Linked DNA regions of Ovis aries: region 1 is linked to region 2. A link is a contact called in public Hi-C data. All regions are on one chromosome and are shown on one strand. The core of a region is the stretch at or near the end of the contact, and the rest is flanking DNA. Distances in the headings are between cores, read along the strand shown.

Region 1 (5,327 bases), core at 2,732-5,231, 230 kb after region 2:
AATACTGGAGTGGGTAGCCTTTCCCTTCTGCAGGGGATCTTCCCAACCCAGGGATAGAACCGGGGTCTCTTGCATTGCAGGAGGATTCTTTACCAGCTGAGCTACTGGGGAAGCCCGTGGAAGGTTATGTTTCCATTAAAAGAGCTGACTGTTTAAAGGATCCACTGTAGATGCTGAGAAATAAAATGGTGTAAACACAACCCCCTGAAAATAGAAATGAATGGCAGAGCCAAGGCTTTTTTTTTTTTGAGTCAGGGCTTTTTAAGGCACAGTTGCTAAAGTAAGCTGCAAGGACCAGTGGTGCCCACAGGGCATTTCAATTTATAAAGCTTTGGGCAGGGTGTTGGGAGCCCTTTCTGTGTGGCACCACAAGCTCAGCTTCCCCCAAAACTCTTATTATTACTTTCACTTTCCAGACGAGGAAATGAAGCTTCAAGAGGTAAGACCTGCTCAAGGACTCTGAACACAGCCAGTTGTGCAGTGCAAGGTAATGGAGGAATTCATGTTCAGTCTAGACTTAGCAGTATACGGGTCACAACTTTTCACTGAAATTTTGATGGTTCGGGTTATTTTTTGTGATTGGTCACATTTTTAGATCAATCAATTCACTTGTCTGATTTGTGGAAGTGTGAAAGTGTTAACTGTTCAGCCATGTCCGACTCCTTGCAATTCCACGGACTGTACCCTGCCAGGTTCCTCTGTCCATGGAATTTTCCAGGCAAGAATACTGGAGTGGGTTGCCATTTCCTTCTCTAGGGAATCTTCCCAACCCAGGAATTGAACCCAGGTATCCTGCACTGTAAGCAGATTCTTTACTGTCTGACCCACTAGGGAAGCCCCTGTCTGATTTGTATTTAATTATAACCCAGTAGTGAAAATGAGCATGACCTGCTTGGGCTGGTAGAGGCATACACAACGTGAGATTTTTTTTTTTCCCCCGGTGTCATGCACAGAGGCATATACCACTCTTGCATCATTTCATTTCATATCGCCCCTTTGATGGAGCCATGTAACTGCCATTGTAAGGATGAGAAAATGGAGCCTTAAAGAAGTCAGGGAATTTGTTCCAGGTCACTTAGCAAAAAAGTTGTGCAGCCAGGATATGAATCTAGAGATGGGCCTAAGAACCAGTGTGGACTTTATTTCCAGGCCAGTTTGTAATTGTAGAGATCCTTAGCCACTTTTGATTCTTGAACTGGGGAATGACTTGATGAAAATGAAGAAAAGGAAGAGCTGTTCAGTGGCATGATATAGGATTCACAGATGGAGGGAAGAACTGGAGTGCAGAGATCAGACAGGAAGCTGTGGCAGCAATGCAGGCCCTGGAGACCGAGGGTTTAGGGTTTGGAACTAGAAACTGTGGCTCCAGCTGTGTCTCCACCGTGATGCTGCTGGTTGGGGAACCTTGGGCAAATTATAGCCACATCTCTGAAGCCTTGTTCCTCCTCCCCAAATAATGGGCTTATAAATCGACACAAGAAAATCTCTTTCAAACTCTAAAATTCTGCCTGATGCCCGATGCAGTCTAAAGATTTACATATGAAGACCCTAAATATCATCTAGAATCCAGAGAAGAATTTAAATGTAATAATTCTCAACAACAATATCAAATCTTAACATATTTTTTCAAGTACAGAGGAATAAAATTGTTTTTAAGAATGCTTTTTAAACCAGATTATATTGAGACAAGCCAATCATTTCTGCATCTTATTGTTTTCTTTGTTTAAGAAAATGACTTGGGTTATTGTTGCTGCAGTAGCAGTTGACGATATTAAAATCAAATAAGAATATTACTCTTGAAACAAATGAAGTGATTTAAACCTATCTCTCTAAGATATTTCATGAAAGTATACCTAGGAGACACAAATTATACTGTCATCAAATTAATTGGTTTTCTAAGCTCAAATGTAATTTAAAATATGATATTTCTTTGACTGGTCCTATCAACAGACTTTAAAGGGATTTTAGATAGAGAACATAGGAAATAAATATAGTAATGTTGAAGCAAATAATCAACAAAATAGTTGTTCTGTGTTCTGTTGCCTGTACAGCTTCTAGAAAGTATTTTTAACGACTCCCTGAGGAATCGGCTCTTGCTGGTGTGAAGCCAGGCTCTTCACTCCACTAGCAGCAGCAAACTTTTCTTCATCCTCATATTCTAGAACAAATCCATTTCCAAGCTGTGCTGAGTCCTTGGTTTCAGGGTTTCTCAGAAATGAACCCTTTCTTGTCTACAGAGATTCAGGGGTGGGGTTCCCACTTCTTGGCTGCAGAAGTGCCTCCTCCTTAGAACAACCTAAGGGGCAAATGACTTTTCCTGAGATCAAGTCAGTTCTATTCTTAAAACCTTCAGGGATCCCATTAGCTTCCTGGATGAAAGCTGACTTCTGGTAGTGGAGATCCCCATGCGTTCAGCCAACCGATGCATTAGCTTTCTTTCAGGCTTTAATCCTCCACACCTGTGATTTTGCTATTAGACATGCTCTGCTCTTTCTCTCTGCCAGTTCATGGCCATCACTTCTTTTGATTCTGTCTTGAAACATTTCCTTCAGGATGTTTTTCTAGTTTAGTAGCAGCTTAGCAAGTAAACAACTCCCATTTTTGAGTTTTTAGTTACATTAAATGCTTTTAAGATAAATTATCAAGTCTAGATATAAAAAATTTATAGAGATTTGCATTCTTTAAGAAATCACCCAACAAGGAACTATATTCAATATCTTGAAAATACTTTTAATGGAAAAAAACTGGAAAATTGTATATAGTGTCTCTACATATTTATCTCTATATATCTGAATCACTTCGCTGTACACCTGGAACATTAAAAATCAAGTATGCTTCAATTTAAAAAAATAGGGCACAAAAAACCACCCAAAATGATTTTACTTTGTGAGCACTCCAATTTTTAGGTGTCTGCTTTTTCGCTAAGAATCCACACTAGAATCAGAGCAACACGACTCTTTCTGGTGACCTCTAGTGGGCACTAGATAACCCTACACAATTATGAAAAGTGAAGGGCAAAGTAAAACCCTTCCCAGTAACCAGCTGGTGTACTCTGAAGCCAGATCACCGCATCCCACCTCACCCCACCACACTCTTAATTTTTCTTTTCGTATGTTTTGCATTTAACAGTTAGCCTTACAACTCACCTGTTTCGCCTCTGGCGGGTACTGCGCGAGCAGGGCTGCCTGTGCCGGAGGTCGTGTGAATTGCTTGGAGCAGTTTAAAATAATCCCTGCCCAGTGGAGCCCACTCCCAGGGCATCGAGCAGTGCCCAGGGAAGTACCCTTCGCAGAGCCTGAAAGGGCTCTTCAAGCTCGAGGGCCGGTGCTGCAGCCGGCTCGGAGGTGCACAGGAGAAATTAAGACATGAAAAGGAGGATGCAGACAAAGATCAGGCAAAATTCTGTTCTTGCCAGTGGCAAGACAATTCTCCCCAGACTTTCATCCCACTCTACAGGGAGCGTCACGAGGGGGTCCAGGGGCGCTAAGCTTAGGCGCTCTCTTAGGACCGGTGCCCCAGAAAGCGGGGGCTGGAGCCGCTCCCCTCCGAGAGAGGCGGCACGGAAGCTGGGTGCTGGGATGTGTGGCCGCCTTCGGAGCACGCGGTACGTGGGTCTCCGCGCCGGGAGAGGAAGGAACAAAGTCGGCAAGAAAAGAATTGCTGGGGTGCCTTCTCTTGAGAAATTCTGTGGGGCGGTCTCAGAAACCTAGCTGGGCTCCGGAGAGTTTCTGGAAAAAGCTCTCCCAGAGCCGTCTGTCCCCGCCCCTCAAATCCTGCACCCCAGTCCTCACTCCTCCTTACCCTCCTGCAGCCTCCTTTTGGGGGGCCGTTAAAAGGGCTCTTGGGGACTCCCCAAGTCATCCCGATGGTCCGGGGAGGGACGCGGGAACTGAGATCCCCAGGCGCGGGGCTTTTCTGCCCCTTCCACTCGGGGCTCCAAGCTCGGCGCATCCCTGCTCTGCGGACCCCTCCCGGCCACTGCAGGCGAGAGCGGAGGGGGAGGACGGCGTCACGAGGCGGGGAGCCCGAGGTCCAGGGCGGGGCGCCGGGGAATCCCAGCCCGAGCGAGGTGCGGGCTCGGGTGGGAAGAGGAGGGCGGCGCGCGGAGGGAGGTGAGCGGAGCGGAGCCAGGAGGCAAGGAGGGGTAACCGCGAGGAGGCCCCGCCCCCGCCTCTCGGGGCCGGCTCTCTGCCGCCTCCGAACCCGCTCACTTTGCCTCTTGCCTCTGGACGGCGGTGGGGCGCTTGCCGGAGCCGTGGCCAGAGGGAGCGCCGGGGACCCGGAGCCATCCAGCGCCCTCGCTTCCTCTCGGCGCGCACGCCCCCGGGGCGGGGGGGAACAGCGCCGCCGCCTTGAAAGGGCACCCCGGCCTCGGAGGGAGCATCCCTCAGGCGCGAGGGGCGGCGGCGCTGGCAGCCTCTTTCTCGGCCAGTGGGGCGCAGCGCTGGCGCCTGAGGGGGACTCCCCGGCCACCTGCAGGGACCGCCGTGCGGAGGGAGCGTCGCTAGCAGCTGCGCTGGGCTGCCGAGAAGGCTAGAGCCAGGGGCCCCCGGGCCAGCCAAGGGCAGCAGCGGAGCCCGGAGGGAGAGCCGGCCGGACAGCCCGCGGGCCCCGACGGCGCGCTCCCCCTTCCGCCATCCGCAGGCAGGCCCCGCGCGGCGGCCGGAGGGGGCGGCGGCGGCGCCCCCGGGCTTGGGGGGCTTCGGGGCAGCCAGCCATGACCTTCGGGCGCAGCGGGGCGGCCTCGGTGGTGCTGAACGTGGGCGGCGCCCGGTACTCGCTGTCCCGGGAGCTGCTGAAGGACTTCCCGCTGCGGCGCGTGAGCCGGCTGCACGGCTGCCGCTCGGAGCGCGACGTGCTGGAGGTGTGCGACGACTATGACCACGAGCGCAACGAGTACTTCTTCGACCGGCACTCGGAGGCCTTCGGCTTCATCCTTCTCTATGTCCGAGGCCACGGCAAGCTGCGCTTCGCGCCGCGGATGTGCGAACTCTCCTTCTACAACGAGATGATCTATTGGGGCCTGGAGGGCGCGCACCTAGAGTACTGCTGCCAGCGCCGCCTCGACGACCGCATGTCCGATACCTACACCTTCTACACCGCCGAGGAGCCTGGCGCGCTGGGCCGGGACGAGACGCGACCCGGCCGTGCGGAGGCCGCCCCTTCCCGGCGCTGGCTGGAGCGCATGCGGCGGACCTTCGAGGAACCCACGTCGTCGCTGGCCGCGCAGATCCTGGCCAGCGTGTCGGTGGTGTTCGTGATCGTGTCCATGGTGGTGCTGTGCGCCAGCACACTGCCCGACTGGCGCGCCGCGGCGGCCGACAATC
Region 2 (5,224 bases), core at 1,326-3,825:
GTGTCTATTATGTTTTAGGCTTTAGTAGGAAAATAAGATAGAGTCACTCCCTCAGAGTGTGTATGGTCTGATAAACGATTGCCATGATCATGTGATATGTTCTGTGGTAGAGAAGCTACAGGAAGTCATAGGACGATAAAGGAGGAACCAGGCTGTGAGGGAAGACAGCTTCCTGGAGGAGGTGATGTCTAAACTGAATCTTAAACCTATTCAGGAGTTTGCAAAGGAAGAAAGGGAGATGGAAAGTGCATTCCAGGTGAAGGAGAAGCCTGGGTAAAGGCACGGAGGCTTGAAACAGTTGGCACTGAAGACAGCTGAGGCTGGGGAACCAGGACAAGGGAGTAGGCAGAAGGCACAACTGCTAGATGGCCAGAGTAGCAGGCAGTGCCCAGGTGCTGGCAGCTCCCCTGGGCTGGGCAAGGTGTGAGGACTATGCTGGAGACGAGACTTTTATCTCGTGTGGAGGCAGGACGGGTGATCAGACTGGAGTGGTAGTTCAGAAAGATCACTGTAGCCTGTGTGAGGCCCAGACCAGCCCGGCAAGTGTGGCAACGGGGAGACCTGCCAGGGGGCTCACGCTTGCTCATGCTCTACAGCTGGCCACTGTCAAGTCCCTGGGAGGCTGCCCTAGACACCCCTGTGGAGGGACGCTCACTGGGTGCAGACCTGCCCCAAGAGGCCTGGCCAGCCCAGCCCTGAGCTCCACAGGGCCATGAGAGCCAGCACGCCCCACCAAGCCCCTCCCGCCTGTTCTCTCACCCCCTCCTCCTCCCTGCTTCAATTCACTCCAGCAGATAGCTACTGAGGCCCACTCGGGGCTGGCAGGAGCATGGCCCACTCAGCGGTTGTGGGCTTCCAAGGTGATAGAGGTCCGAGAGGCTCAGCCTCCCTCTCCCTCTTGCTCGTCCCCTCCCAACTCCCTCCACCTCCTTAGGTCAGACTCCTGGCATCACACAGAGGAAGGGAGGACGGCATCCTCTGGGGCCCTGCCCTGTGCCACGTTCACGCACGAGCCTAGTGTCTCCCTGGTAGGCGTGCCTCCGTACGGGGTCAGCAGTAGTTGTGTCGAGTGTCAGAGGGAGCAGATGTGCATGTGCGTGTGAAGGGCAGGCACGTGTGACCCCCAATAGCAGGTGGCTGGGACAGGATCGGGGTGGGAGGGCCTGTGGCCTGGGCAGCCTTCCTCTCTAAGACCAGGCCTCTGCTCTGCATACGCAGAGGCTGCGTTGTGGGCCCCCCACCTGGCCCACACAGGGCTGGTGTCTGGGGGCCGGGTTCAAAGCCCTCTCCTGCGTGGGGCAGGATGCACCAGAAAGACCCGTGTCACTTCCCACCAGGTGATGATCCACGGACAAGGCAGCAGCAAAGGCCTGAGACGGGACGTGGACGTGTGGCTGTGGCAGCTGGCAAGTGGGGTCTGGGGAGAGGGTGGCATGCCTCCTGCCTGCACCTGGGGACCGGGCTGCTCTGGGGCCTTGGATGCCCACAGTATGGACCAGTTCCCAGGGCCTCCTTGCCAAGGCTGACTCAGGGATGCTCGGACAGGCGCTGTGGCCCAACAAGCTCCATTTACTTCTCCTACTCCTCTTTCCCAGGAGGGCTCCTCAGTGGTGACGATGGAGGGACAGCGCCTGAGCCTGACCCCTGATGACAGCCTCCTGGTGCCAGCTGGGACTCTGTGAGTCCTCAGGGAAGATCTACCCCCTGCTGTGGACCTGGCCTCCTTTCCCTGGGGCCCCAGCCTTATCTGACCCTGCCTACTTGTATCTCCACAGGTATGGCTGGGAGCGAGGGCAAGGCTCCGTGGCCCTATCTGTGACCCAGGATCCCGCCTGCAAGAAGTCCCTGGGATGACTGATACTCCCACTGTGGGCCCAGAGCACCCACCCTGGCCAAGTAACTCTCCCAGCCCCACTGTTTCTACGTACACTGCTGCTCAGAGACTCAGCATCCCCTGGACTGGGCCCTGGAGACGATCATCATCCCTTCTCCTGTCCTCTCGGCTAGGCTGCCAGGTTCCTGGGGGCCGCAGCTCCCCTTCTCCCTTAACAGCCCTCAGCCCACTGCCCTGCGTGGTTCTGCCAGGTGGACTGCTGCTGGGGGCCGGCCCCTCACCGCCCTCCATCCACAGGCTCAGCGCAGCTCTTGCCTGCCGCCAAGAAGCCCTCAATAAAGGCTTGCTGGCCGACAGGTGCCTGCGGGTCTGCACACACACGGCCTGGGGTCTCTGTCAGACACTGAGTGCTCCTATGACTGTGTGTGTGGGGGTCTGGGCACCAGGAGACCATGGGCGTGTGGAAGGTCTGGGGTGGAGCCCCCTGCGTGTTTAGAGAAGTGCTCGCGCTGTGTGTGCCCCTCCATGCGTGCTCTATGCCTGTCCTGGGGGCACAGCTGAAGTCTCTTTCTCACTTTTTCTTTTTACATAACTTTAAGAAATAGCATCTGTTGAGGATTTTTCTCCCCAAGAACAGAAATGATTTGTGCTCATTGTAAAAAACGTAGAAATACACAAAAACACAAAATCCCCTGGGTGGAGTTAACCACGATTAATACATGAAGGTTGTGACGAGCCTCCGAGGGGCTTGGTGGTAGGGGGAGGGCCACCTGGCCCCCTCCCCCTGCTCTGCCCTCCCCCTGCTCCCCCCTCCCTATGTACAGGCCCCCGTGGGGCCCAGGAGTTTGGGAGTTGAGGATGCAGCAGTGGGTCGAGATGAATCATGGAAGCTGCAGCAGGAGATTGGGGTTCAGTATCCTGGGGCTTCAAGGAGAAGTCGACGAGGGGTCACTTGCTGGGGGAACTGAAGCTATGTCTGGATGAAACAAGTCCCTGGGTAGAGTCTAGGCTTCTTCTGGAAAACCTGGGTTTGAACCCTGCCTCCCCTATCCCTGCCTGCCAGCTAACTGCTTGGATCCCCTCCACTGACAGACCGGCAAAGGAGACCCTGACTTTGCTGAAAGACCCTGAGGGGTATCCAGACCTTCACCCACCATCCCTCTAGAGGACTTCCTCTCCTGCCACACTCTAGGGCAGTGACACGCTCCTCTGTACAGGAGCTGAGGAGGGAACATCAATGTCCCAAGAGGCACCCCCAGGCAGTGTGCCCAGATGGCCACACATCTAGGCCTCACAGTGTGCCTAGAAGGGCCCCCTAGTTCCAAGGATGTGTCTAATCCAAGACAGAAAATCATGAAAATTAGGTTCCCTGTTTTTCTGACCACCAACTCTGTGCCAGGGGATTTGCCAGAAGTTTTTACAGAAATGACTTCATTGAATCCTTACAACTGTCCAAGAAGGTGGTGGCACCACATTTTATAACTGAGGCTTAGACAGCTTTGGAAGGCAGGCAGTTCTGTTTCCAACCCAGGCTTGTCTGCATTCAAAGCTCAGGCTGGTGGTCCCACCACCCTACACCCTATCTGCCCTCAGCCTTGGCCAGTGGGAGCCCAGGGCAGGGGAGAGGCTTGTTGGGGTGTGTCTGGGGAGAGGGGCCGGCATCCACTGTCTGAAACCCCAAGACTCTAGACTGAGCTGGCAGCACGGGGCATCCTGCTAACCACAGCCATTTGGCACAGGGGCAGCGGGGCAGGGGAGGGGGAGTCAGATCGTGGAGCCTGGAACCACAGCCTTTCTTGGTGCTGTCCCATGTTACCCCATCTCTGCCCACAGGCCTGGCCCCATAGACTCATGGGAACACCACGCAGTGGGAGAGCAGGATTTAGACCTTGTCTGAAACCAGCCCTAGCCCCCTGCTCCCCTCTCTGCAGTGAATACTGGGTGATGGCCCGTCAAGTGGGATGAACAGTAGCAGGGCAACTCTAGGATTCTCAGGATCGTTCTGTTTGTGGGAGAAGCCCCCAGGTCCCCAGGGCATGGCAGTAAAACTTGGCAGGGGAGCCCTCTGCGCATGGGATGTACTTCATCATGGATGTGGACCTGGGACCATCACAGACTCTGGAAGTGTCAGGAATCTGAGAATCAGGACAGCAGGCTGTTCCTACTAGGCAGTGAGCACAACGGTCAAGGTGTCAACTGGACCCCCGCCTCCTTCTCCCAGGACATCTTGTTGGCTTCCCAGCCCTTGCTGCCAGAGTTGGTGGGGGCAGGGAGCCACCTAGTCTGTATCTGTGATGGGAGTGGGGTGGGGGCTCAGGGTGGCCTGCATGGTCTTCAGAGCTGTGAGTTGTCAGGACCAGCTCCTGCCTTCAGGCAAGCAAATGTCTGACCACTCAGGGCTGTAAACACACTCCCCAGCCACACCCCAGCAAGGCCTTCCTCCCGCTTCAGGGTTCCTCTGGGCCTCCACTCACCTTGCTGAGCCCTCATTCTGGTGTGCCAGAGGCAATGCAGATTCCAGTAGAGAGGCTGGTCACTCTCTACTCTGGGGAGGTGGAGAGGGAGGGAGAGCAGCAGGGTTCCTCTTCACTTGCAGTTGGAACACAGGGTGTTTCTTGGTGGCTGCAAGGATGATGATGAAACCCCCAGGATACTGAGTCATTGTGCTGGCCAGCTGATAGCGAGCACTGACCCCTGCAATTGCACAGGGGTCAGACAGCTGGAGAAACGTCTCTCAGGTCCACGGCCCAAGCAGCCCATGGGCTTTCCTAACCTGAGCCATCCCTCTCCCCTTCCTTCTCTCTCTCCCTCCTGGCTACCTCTCTCCCTCCCTTCCTCTCCCTCCTCCTCCTCTCCCTCTGCCCTGACCACTGCCTTGGGGTCACCTGGAGAGGCCACTGCTTCTTGCCACCCAGCCTCCTCCCCCATAGTGTCTGCCATCCTGGCGCCAGTCCTGGTTATGGAGTTTGTCCTGGGCCTGGTGGGGAACAGCCTGGCCTTCTTCATCTTCTGCTTGCGCACGAGGCCCTGGACGTCCAGCACCGTGTTCCTGGTCAGCCTGGTGGTGGCGGACTTCCTCCTGATCCTCAACCTGCCCCTTCGTGTGGATTACTACTTCCTCCATGAGACCTGGCGCTTCGGGGACACCGCCTGCAAAGTCAACCTGTTCATGATCGCCACCAACCGCACGGCCAGCGTGGTCTTCCTCACGGCCGTGGCACTCAACCGCTACTTGAAGGTGGCCTGGCCACACCACGCGCTGAGCAGGACCTCGGTTGGGGGCGCTGCCCGCATGGCTGGGGGTCTCTGGGGGTCACTCCTGCTCCTCAATGGGCACCTGCTCCTGACCACCCACTCCAGCCGGCCCTGCCTCAGTTACCAGCTGGGCAC

Evidence for each region. Hi-C and Micro-C count contacts between places; a contact is called where the count stands out from the background.
Region 1: a contact with region 2 is called in a Hi-C map of hypothalamus, with 3 times the contacts expected there. The contact joins the promoter of MTA3 here to the promoter of OXER1 in region 2. A contact is called at or near these places in 3 of 16 Hi-C or Micro-C datasets (hypothalamus and tail adipose tissue).

What each region holds. Positions count from the first base shown.
Region 1 is chr3:81,606,200-81,611,526 of ARS-UI_Ramb_v3.0, forward strand. MTA3 (metastasis associated 1 family member 3) reads right to left here and starts at 3,982. Exons shown (of 18, transcript XR_001038666.5): 1 at 3,147-3,982. It overlaps KCNG3 (potassium voltage-gated channel modifier subfamily G member 3), which reads left to right and starts at 4,210. Exons shown (of 2, transcript XM_027966894.3): 1 at 4,210-5,327. The coding sequence starts at 4,718.
Region 2 is chr3:81,379,320-81,384,543 of ARS-UI_Ramb_v3.0, forward strand. OXER1 (oxoeicosanoid receptor 1) reads left to right here and starts at 2,576. Exons shown (of 2, transcript XR_006059218.2): 1 at 2,576-5,224. It overlaps HAAO (3-hydroxyanthranilate 3,4-dioxygenase), which reads left to right. Exons shown (of 10, transcript XM_012172799.4): 8 at 1,338-1,406; 9 at 1,596-1,678; 10 at 1,776-2,214. The coding sequence ends at 1,854.